Linked DNA regions of Anas platyrhynchos: region 2 is linked to region 1. A link is a contact called in public Hi-C data. All regions are on one chromosome and are shown on one strand. The core of a region is the stretch at or near the end of the contact, and the rest is flanking DNA. Distances in the headings are between cores, read along the strand shown.

Evidence for each region. Hi-C and Micro-C count contacts between places; a contact is called where the count stands out from the background.
Region 2: a contact with region 1 is called in a Hi-C map of skeletal muscle, with 3 times the contacts expected there. The contact joins two enhancer-like sites. A contact is called at or near these places in 5 of 8 Hi-C or Micro-C datasets (F1 follicle, liver, skeletal muscle and 1 more).

What each region holds. Positions count from the first base shown.
Region 1 is chr22:4,556,295-4,560,592 of IASCAAS_PekinDuck_T2T, forward strand. All of the region lies in intron 2 of PEX14 (peroxisomal biogenesis factor 14), which reads left to right. Among named protein-coding and RNA genes, the nearest start is that of PEX14, 15 kb to the left of the region's middle. Within about 2 kb of position 2,492, at least 2 of the 8 cell types and tissues checked have an H3K27ac peak or open chromatin away from gene starts, as enhancers often do.
Region 2 is chr22:4,842,222-4,846,935 of IASCAAS_PekinDuck_T2T, forward strand. The region is part of intron 3 of LOC119713428 (a long non-coding RNA gene); the gene reads right to left. It overlaps LOC139999276 (a long non-coding RNA gene), which reads left to right. Exons shown (of 3, transcript XR_011804644.1): 3 at 251-917. Among named protein-coding and RNA genes, the nearest start is that of CASZ1, 42 kb to the left of the region's middle. Within about 2 kb of position 1,365, at least 2 of the 8 cell types and tissues checked have an H3K27ac peak or open chromatin away from gene starts, as enhancers often do.

The DNA.
Region 1 (4,298 bases), core at 1,242-3,741:
ATGTACTCATGCAGAAAAAATTTCTGAAAGCAATTCTCACTTTTCAGATAAACCACTATTACTGCTCAGAAGACTTTTAAGATGTTTTTGAAATAGTCATGATACTCTGGCAAAGCTGTTCCTTACAGGCAAAGTTGCTCATTACAAAACATGCAAGGAAATTAATGTACTGGGAGTTCAGTTGCAATCCCTTTAACGTTAGGTATGGTTTGGCTTCCGGAGATCCCAGCTCTCACTGAAGGCAGAAAAGGAGCTCTGGTGATTTGTGACGTTGGAAAAAAAAATGTTGGCACCCACTTAGAAAATATTTAACATTGCTTGCTATTTACCTTTGAGAAAAATGAATTTCATTTCTCTGTTTATGCTCACAGGATGTTTTGGAGGCATAAACACGCTACACCTACAAGGAACTTTTTATAGATCAGGGTCTGCTTTGCTGCCAGCTGGTTGCTCTGTGTTCGTTGGCAGCCCAGCTCTTTGCCTGCTCAGAAGGATTGGGAGCACTTTGTTGTGTGCACCCCAGCTGTTGGGAAGGGTGCCTTTTAATTTCAAACAGGTGGCGGCACACAGCAAGGAGGCGCCTGCAGTGTGTGTGCTTTGGTAATGATGGGTTACGGGATCAAGGTGAGATAATAGTATCACTTCAGCTCTGTGTGCGTGGAAAATATGCTATGTGCAAAACAACTTGTAGAGGGCAGCAATTGCCCACAGTTCTTTCCGCTTAGGGAGAGGAGGGACCAGCTTAAGAACTTCACAGGAGTGTCTGCCTTTTTAGCTTCTTGAAATAACTTTATGTAGGAGACTCGTTCTTTAGAGTGCCTCTTGACTCCATGTTATTAAATTCCTAACCTGGAGAGTGTTGCCAGAGATTCTTAATTCCTCTCCTCTAATACCACTGAGCAGTTGGACTCCTCTTGCCCTTATCCAGCTGCTGTCTGGGTTGTTGTTACTGCAATCAAAGAGTTAGTCTTGTCACTGCTAGCGACTTTCATGAGATTATAACTGCTTACATGTAATAACTTTCTTAATTTCTTGGCATTCTCTTACTTTTACCTGGGAGATCACACTGTAAGAAAAAATTGCAATAGCTACAGCGTCTTTGTAGTGCCTCAGAGCAAAGCATACATTGCATCTTCATCACGTTAAAGTATGGAAGCTGAGGCACAAAAGGCAGAATGAATTATTCAGGAACTTGAAAGAACTTTCCCTAGCTTTGATGAGCAGGAATACATCCTTCAGATACTTCTGATGCCAACACCTTCAGAAGTGAGGTTTGTAAAACTAGAAAGTTGAGAGTCACTGTAGTTCATAGATTGGGAGTTCCTAAGCAGCTCGTTAGAGAAGACTTTCCCTGTTGCTCAATTTTCTTGTGTTTCTCTGGAGGTCACTTCAATTGCAAATCCTTCCAAACGTCTTAATCATTTGGGGCTTTGTTTGTTTTGTGAGTGTGTGTGCATAGCTCTTTGCCCTGTCGTGATTGTACAGACCGTGTCTTCTGCCCAGTTGTGATCCCATAACACACCATGGCTTTTGACAATGCATTTGACAAATGCATTTCTGGAAAAGTAGCAATGACAGTATGCATAGCTCTTTAGTAAGGGGATTTTACAGCTGGAAAGAAGCATGAGGGATAACTTCATATCACCAGCCACGCTCACAGTGTGCCCTGCTTTTTTACATTGTGTTCTATCTCTTGGTCAGAGCAGGATTGTCCTCTGCTGTCAGCTGTTCCTTGGGATGCAGTTGTGCAGCTCAGCACGCCTTCCTGGGATGGAGCATCCCTGCCATGCAGCGAGAGTTTCCTGTGTCTCCCCTCCAGCTTGCTTCTCCTGTTTGTGTGCCACCCCAAGTGATTCCTTTCCTCTTTAAGCATCTGCACCCTTCAGATGTTTGCAGACAGTTATCACATCATTTCTCCTCTCCCCACCCCCATCCCGGTCTCTTAGCCAAGCTCTACATATTTAGCTCATTTAATCTTTCCTCATAAGTCAGGGCTGTAATTGACAGCTCTGACACGAAGAGTCGCATTGGTTACACACGCTGCCAACAGGATATAAATACTTTCTGTGCGGTGATTGAGAATTACAGTCAAGACTGAGATGAGTCCCCCCCTCCCCCTTGACGCTGTATTTTTGACAACCCCTTTCTCAACATCAGGTTGCCACGGGCTCAGAAAGATGAATTTGGGTCTCACTCCAGTGGTCAGCGCCCCAGGCACCGGTGTGTTTCAGAGTGCTTGTTTCAGGTCACTTGGGAATTCACTGTTAAAGCCACATGGGATTCTGTCCTGACCCGAAATTCTTACAGAGGTCTTCCCTGTGCTTCTGCCGGGCCTGCAGAGGTCTCAGCCTGCTGCTGGCCCTTCTTGCTATGCACACACATGCTGAGAGAGGTGTTGCAGCCACTGCCCTGCTGCATGTGTTTAAGCAGTGCCGTCGGGAGGCTCACAGCACTGGTGCTGGCAGGGATCTGTGCCTCAGATACTCTTGGCACTGATGTTCCTCACGGTCTCTGCCAAGAGGAAGCTCAGGATGCTATCGATCCGATTGGCACAGCTGTGAACGAGTTCAGGGTTCCTGCTCCTACATGTTGGGCCTGGGAAGAGGCTTTTAGCCCAGCCCAGGGAGGTGTTGCGTTGGGAGCAGAGGTAGCTCCGTACTGCGTGTCCAGGAGTGAGAACATACAGATCCGTTTCCAGCGAAACAGATCTGGAGGTTGCTTTAGATGACTTGTCTCCTCACGTTGGCTGCATTCGTTTCAAGAAGATAGGTGGAGCTGACAAAGGCTGGGGGACTGGGAAATGAATTGTCTGCCTTCTAATGTTGTGTTCTGTGAAGCTTCATATGATACAGCTTCCCCAGCGGGGCTAGTTCACAAACATTACATGTATTATTGCAAAGCATGCAACATAAAGAGAGCATTTATGAAAGGGAATATCAGAGGAAACATTATAGCAGGGACCTTTATAGCCTTTCCATTATTATGGTTTAAATCTTGACGTGGTCTTTATTTGCAATGACACTGGGACCAGTAAAGAAGTGTTTCTTCTCTTCCCCTCCCCTCCCCTTTCTCCCATCTCCTTTTCATTCTTTTCTTCCACATCCTGTTCTGAAGCTGTGGTGCAGAGATACAAATCGTTAAACATGCAAGTAGTCGGAGAGCCAGGTTTCAGTTTGTGTGGAATCAGCCCCTTTTGACTCAGAAGTTGGAAACCAGATGACTCACTGCGATGCATGTTTGTTGTTTTTAATAACTGTCATTTTGCAAAATATGGTCAAAGCTTCAAACCCTGACTTCTGGAGTAGGGGTGGTGTGTATTTATTTTTAATTTGGGAGGCTATAAGCTGGAATGTGTTTGTAGCTGCAGTCTTCCCTTAAAGTCTGAGATAAAATGAATTAGAGCATTGACAGCGTGAAAGGTTTTAAAGCTTTTTTTTTTTTCCCCTTTTACCTGAAAAAAAATATTCATTTTCTTGATCAATTACTTGAAAAAGCTCCAGGTGCCAAACATCTGGTGGGATTGTCGGCCCCTGGTTTATGTTTTTGTTTTTTAATATATACCCAAAGGGACAGGTTCCTCAAAAGGAAAGCAGACAGATGTTTTTCATTTGTGGAGTTTTAAAGAATAGATGCCATTCCTGCTTTATCATTTCAATTTCTAACAAAATTTTCGGCCATCTCCTTTCTTTTATAGGAAACCAGCAAGTGTAGTATTTTAGTGGCAGAATTCCCTATCAATAAAATCTGTTAGCAGTATGGAAAATGTGAAAATACGTACACATTTTACTTTCTAGTGATTTATCACTGCTTGTACAACAGTTTGTAAACTGTAAGCTTAATATTAAGTGCTTTATGGTCGTTTTTTGGGTGTTTTACTTTCTAATCTGCCCCAAGAAGTGTTGTTTTAATTTGCCAAAATTCTGCAGGTTTGTTCTGGAAGTCAGTTAACTCGCAGTGAAAATCTACAGCCACTCCATCACAGAAGAGTGGAGTTACATAAGTACAAAGTCTGTATACACGAGAATATGACCCTAGTTATAAAAACTGGGTATTTTTATACAAATATAAAAACTGTATTCTGCCTTACGACAGAATTCATCGTGGTCATAGATTTTCCTCCAGTTCAGTTTGCAGGTTTGAATGCTTTGCAACTGTTTATTGCCATGATTTATATTATGATCTTTTGCAATTGCTATTGCAAAATGAAGTGCTGGGGTATCGTCCAAGGGAGGTACGCTCCTAGCCCACCTCAGCCTGTTCCTTCTTGTTAGAGAGTTATAAAAACAAAACAAAAAAAC
Region 2 (4,714 bases), core at 115-2,614, 280 kb after region 1:
ATGCAAAAGGCTGAGGGTAGAAATGCAAAATTATATGGAAAAAAAAAACATAACCTAACCCCCCAAAACAAAACAGAAGTGCAAGTGAAGCTGACAAACGCAGCCCATTCAATCTTGTGTTTCAGTTGCAGCAATTATTATTTTTTTTTCATAATACTTCCCTTTGAATTTTTAGTTTTGGGAAAATAAAAGAAAAAAAAATCAGAAAACAACAAAAACTCCCATCGTGTTTTTATGAATCTTTTGGCAGGAAAACCAACAGTATCATCACAACTCTAAAGAAAGAATGTGTGTAATTGGATTGCTTATTGGAAACACAGAAGACAGGCTGAGAAGACAGCGCAGCAGTTAATTCTGCAAAACTTTGACAGAGGTTTCCAAGAAAGATGCTCTTATCTGAGGAGCTTCCTCTGAGGTTGGGGGCTCGAACTTTGTAACGGTGGAAACCCAAATGTGTGCAGATTGGGGCTATTTTCCTGCGATTCTGCAGAAGGAGCACGGAGACGCTGCCTGTCTGGAGTCCCATAAAACAGATCTTTTCCTTGTCATTAAGAATATTGATGTTCATTAGGCCCGGGCGTCAATGAGTCTTTGTGCAAATGAAACGAAATCTGAGTCAAATTGTGACCCTGAGCCCAACACGAAACCGCAGAGCGGCTGCAGTCGGGGGGCTGGGGCCGAGAGGTTCCCCTAGCACCAAAACCTCACCACCCCTACCCCGAGACAAAAAAAATCTCCGCAGCCACAGCGACAGAGCCAAGGGAACGGCCGTCCCCGCCCCCCCAAATCATCCTGCTCATAACGTGGCTTCTGATAAAGGTGGCACAGATCAGGGCTACTTTTAGGAGTCTCTCGAGGTGAGCTCTCCGCGTGGAAGCAGAGCTTGCTCCCCGTCCCAGCCCTTGGCAGGGCATTACCCTTCTGCAGGTAAAGCTCTTTCCTTTTCATTTCCTCCCAGGGCTTCTCTCCCGCCGCCGCGGGTCTGAGGTTGATGTTTCTGCTGTACAAACTCCGGGCTAATAAAGAAAGCTCGAGTCCCGTAATTCATGGTGAGGCGCTTTGACGGAGCACTTTCAGTGTTAACAGTGTGACGGGCGCTTTTCGGAGCTAATGTCTCACTGATATTAACGGCCATGCCCACGGAGCAAAATCTGCAATGTAAAAGCGAGCGGCTTGCTAAATATTTACAGGCTCGCACATCGCGCTGTCCCATTCATTTCCTTGACCTTTCATGCAGGGGGATGGGGAAGGAGAAGGAGATGCCAGGGAATGGTCCCTTCTGAGGTACAGAGGCACTGCAGCCAAATTGGCTCCCCAGCCTCTGATAGCGAGACCTTGAGCCGAGGCCCCGCTCCTTCCTGCCAGCAGTCCATGAGATTAAACAGAGAAAAGCCACCGTGGGCAGGCTCAGGCCACAACTTTCCGGGCAGGGATGGGGGAATAGCCCCCGAAAAAAAAAACCCTGCTGGGAGCAGAGCAGGCTGTCGAGGCATTTCCCTGGGGATCAGCACAGGGCCACTCAGATCCCAAACCCGGTGGGTTCAGGGCACAGCTGCTCCCAGAGGAAGGCAGCACTCCGAGGAATTAAAGCCAGGAACGAATCAAGGAGACTTCTCAGTCGTGCATCCAGCTCTGCCACTGACCTGCTGGCTGATCCCAGGCAAGTCGTTTCCCATCTCCGCACCTCAGTTTCTCCTGACAGCATTTCAAATAAATAATAATAAAAAAAAAAGGGTGTAGCAAACCCTCCCACATGAAGACAGGAGAGGGCATTGCGAGGCTTGTTTAATGCTTAGAAAGCACTTTGAGATCTCCAGATAGAAAGCGTTTCGCGAGAGCCAAGTATTCTAATTAAACTTTATATAACCGGGCTGCGCTCAGCCCTCGTGGGCAGGAGCAGCCGGCGGTACCTGCAGCCGCAAACGCCTCGCCGGGCCGCTCTCGGGCCGGCCGAGCTGCCAAAATTTGGGCCGGCTTCTGCCTGCCGGGCTGCGGCTCCCAGCCCAGCCGTGCCGGGCCGTGCCAAGCCGAGCCCGGCCGTGCCGAGCCGCTCCGGCGTGCCCCGGGCGCCCCCTGCTGCACAGCGCCCGGACACCGAGGGGACAGGGGGAAGGAAGGAAGGGAGGAAGGAAGGAAAAAAGGAAGGGGCTGCCCCAAAGGGATCTCAGGGGAAGGCGTTTCTCGGAGCACGGGGTGCGGGAGGTGTCTGCCGTGTCCCTGGGAGCTGCAGGGTGCGGTGCAGAAGTGGCACAGAGAAACCTCCACGTCGCAGGAGCCCCACCGGGCTCACCTCTTTCCCCCCAAATGCACCATCCCCAGACTGACTTTTACTGGAGGATTTGGGGTTTTGGATCGTGTCCTGAGCACGAGGCGTTAATTCCCTGCAGCTGGCTGCCCCTGCCACCCCGCAAACCCCTGCTCGGGGCAGGCAGCAGTGCAGGAAGGGCCGGGGTTACAGTGACGCTTCCCCTGTTGCCCCCCGCACCCCAGCGCGATGCACAAGGACACCAAGAAGCCCCCCAGAAGGGCTGCACCCCCAGGAGGACACTCGGAGAGGTTTTAGGTCCCCGTGCTGTGAGCCTCGAGCAGTGGCACAGCAGCAGGAGCACAGGGCTTGGAGGCAGGCTGCACAGCACCCACAGGGCACCACGACACCCCTCTGAGCACCGTGTCCTCAAGGGTCAGGCTCAGGGATGTGCCCACTGTCCCCCCGGTCCTTCAGCTCTGCACAATGCCCCCTCCCCACCTCTCCTGGGCCTGCAAGTTCCTCCCTTGTCATTTACGGGGCCAGGAGGGACGCAGACACCCCTTGGGGCTTGCCCCGGGTGCCTGGCACTGGTGGCAGGGGGTTGAACCGGAGCGCGGCAGAAAGCTTCTGATCCCAGGCTTTCACGTGAGCGACCTCAGGCCCAGGTGACGGAGGAAGAAATGGTTTCGGAGTGGCCTGTGCTCTCCTGTAAGCCAGCAGCCGTCTGGCAGCCTGAGCTAAAGACAGAGCCAGGACAGGACGAGCAGGTCAGGAGGCGATGCGGGGCAGAGCTGTGGGAGCTCCCAGGCTGCTGCCAGCTCCTGGGCTGCGTCAGGCCCACACAGGGGTGATAAGCACCAGCGCCTGGGGCAGAGTGCACGGCTCGGGATTTCTTTCTCAGGATGCTCGCCAGGCCCTGAAACAGGCTCCGAGCACCAAGAGCCAGCCCAGCTCCGTCGAATTTGCTATGGTGTTTTCCTAGTGCCTTGTAACAGAGCTGGGAGGAGGGGAGACCCCTGGGACTGGGAACAAAAGCCTTGGGCTTCTGTAGCTCGAGACCCAAGGGCTGCTACCCTGCAACCTGGGAGCCCCCAGCAGCCTCTATCCCCAAAGAAACGTCAGTCTAAGCTCTCGGCGGCGCTGCCCTCGTGCCCACAGCCCCCTGCAGACCCTGGGCAAGGCGGCCGTGGTGCCAGGGAGTGCCCGGGGGAGGCAGGAGCCGCCCGCCCTCGCTCCAGGCACGGCCCCAGAGCCCGCGGATGCGCTCGCTGCCATCAAAGGCAGCCCCACCTCCGGGCTAAGCTTCGCAACGCCTCATCGTGGCCCACATCTCCCAGATTAATGACTGCCTACACTGGGGCTTCTCCTTTATCCCAACGTGATCCCAATGCATATTTCACATCCACATGCCGCCGAGCTCCATTCCTGCCTGCGCCTCTGAGCTCACGCCTTCCTCACCCGGCCCTACTCCCTGCACCCCGCCCAAGCCAACTTTTCTCCTTTTTCTTCTGCCACACCTACCCTGCGCTCGCTACGCCAAGAGTGGCACCGCGAGCCAGAGTCCACAAGTGCCTCTGCCATTTCCTAATTGCTCCTGGAGCTCCACCTCTCCCAGGAGGCCCGTGCACATGCCATTCCAGCAGCTAACTTTCCCACAAGGAGTGGAGGTGTCGGCGGCAGGAGCGTAAGACAAACCCTGTAGTAGGGACAAGCTGTCCCTGGGGAAGGGAGCAGAGCAGCTGAGACACCAGGGGATCAGGAAGAGTACTCGTGTCCCTCTCATTGTCCTTCTGTGTTCAACTTTTAGAAGACTGCTCGTGTCCTGCCTGTCCTCCTTCCCAAAGAAAAGTGCTTCCCCTGGAGTTCAGACTCCTCATTGAGTTAAGGAAAACTGGGAGAGTTTTCCACACACTTGGCACAAAAGGGAGGAATGACAGCGCAGGATGAACCATGAATGGCCCAGACATGCCAATATCCCCAACAGTTGGAGGGAACAGGAAGATTTCCACACTAATATTAACGACAGAGCAGAAAAGAAGCTGGGCTCCTAGGGCAGGCTCGTGGAGCACCAAGCTGGCTGCTCTGGGGTCTGATGTTGATCCACGAGAGCTGAACGTGCAGAAAACAAAACAAAACCCAGCACCATGCCAGACAATTCACGTGGTTGCCTTCCTCCCTCCAGCACCACTGCTGTTCCATGGGGTCCCTGCAGTGCCTTCCCCTGGTGTGCAAAGGGCCCCAGCCCTGTGGTGTCCCCGCGCCTCGCTGCCGAGGCTGCAGCACAGGCAGAGTGATGCATGGGGACAGTGCTCGGTACATTAATAAATAATCACCTCTCCCATGCTCTGCAGGAGAGCGTGACTTCACAGTGATGTGTGTGAATGTCACACGGGCCCTAGGAGAGCTGTGCTTTGACTGCTAGCTGCGTTCCCGAGGGGCCAGCTTCTCCTTTGCTCTCCCGGCTGA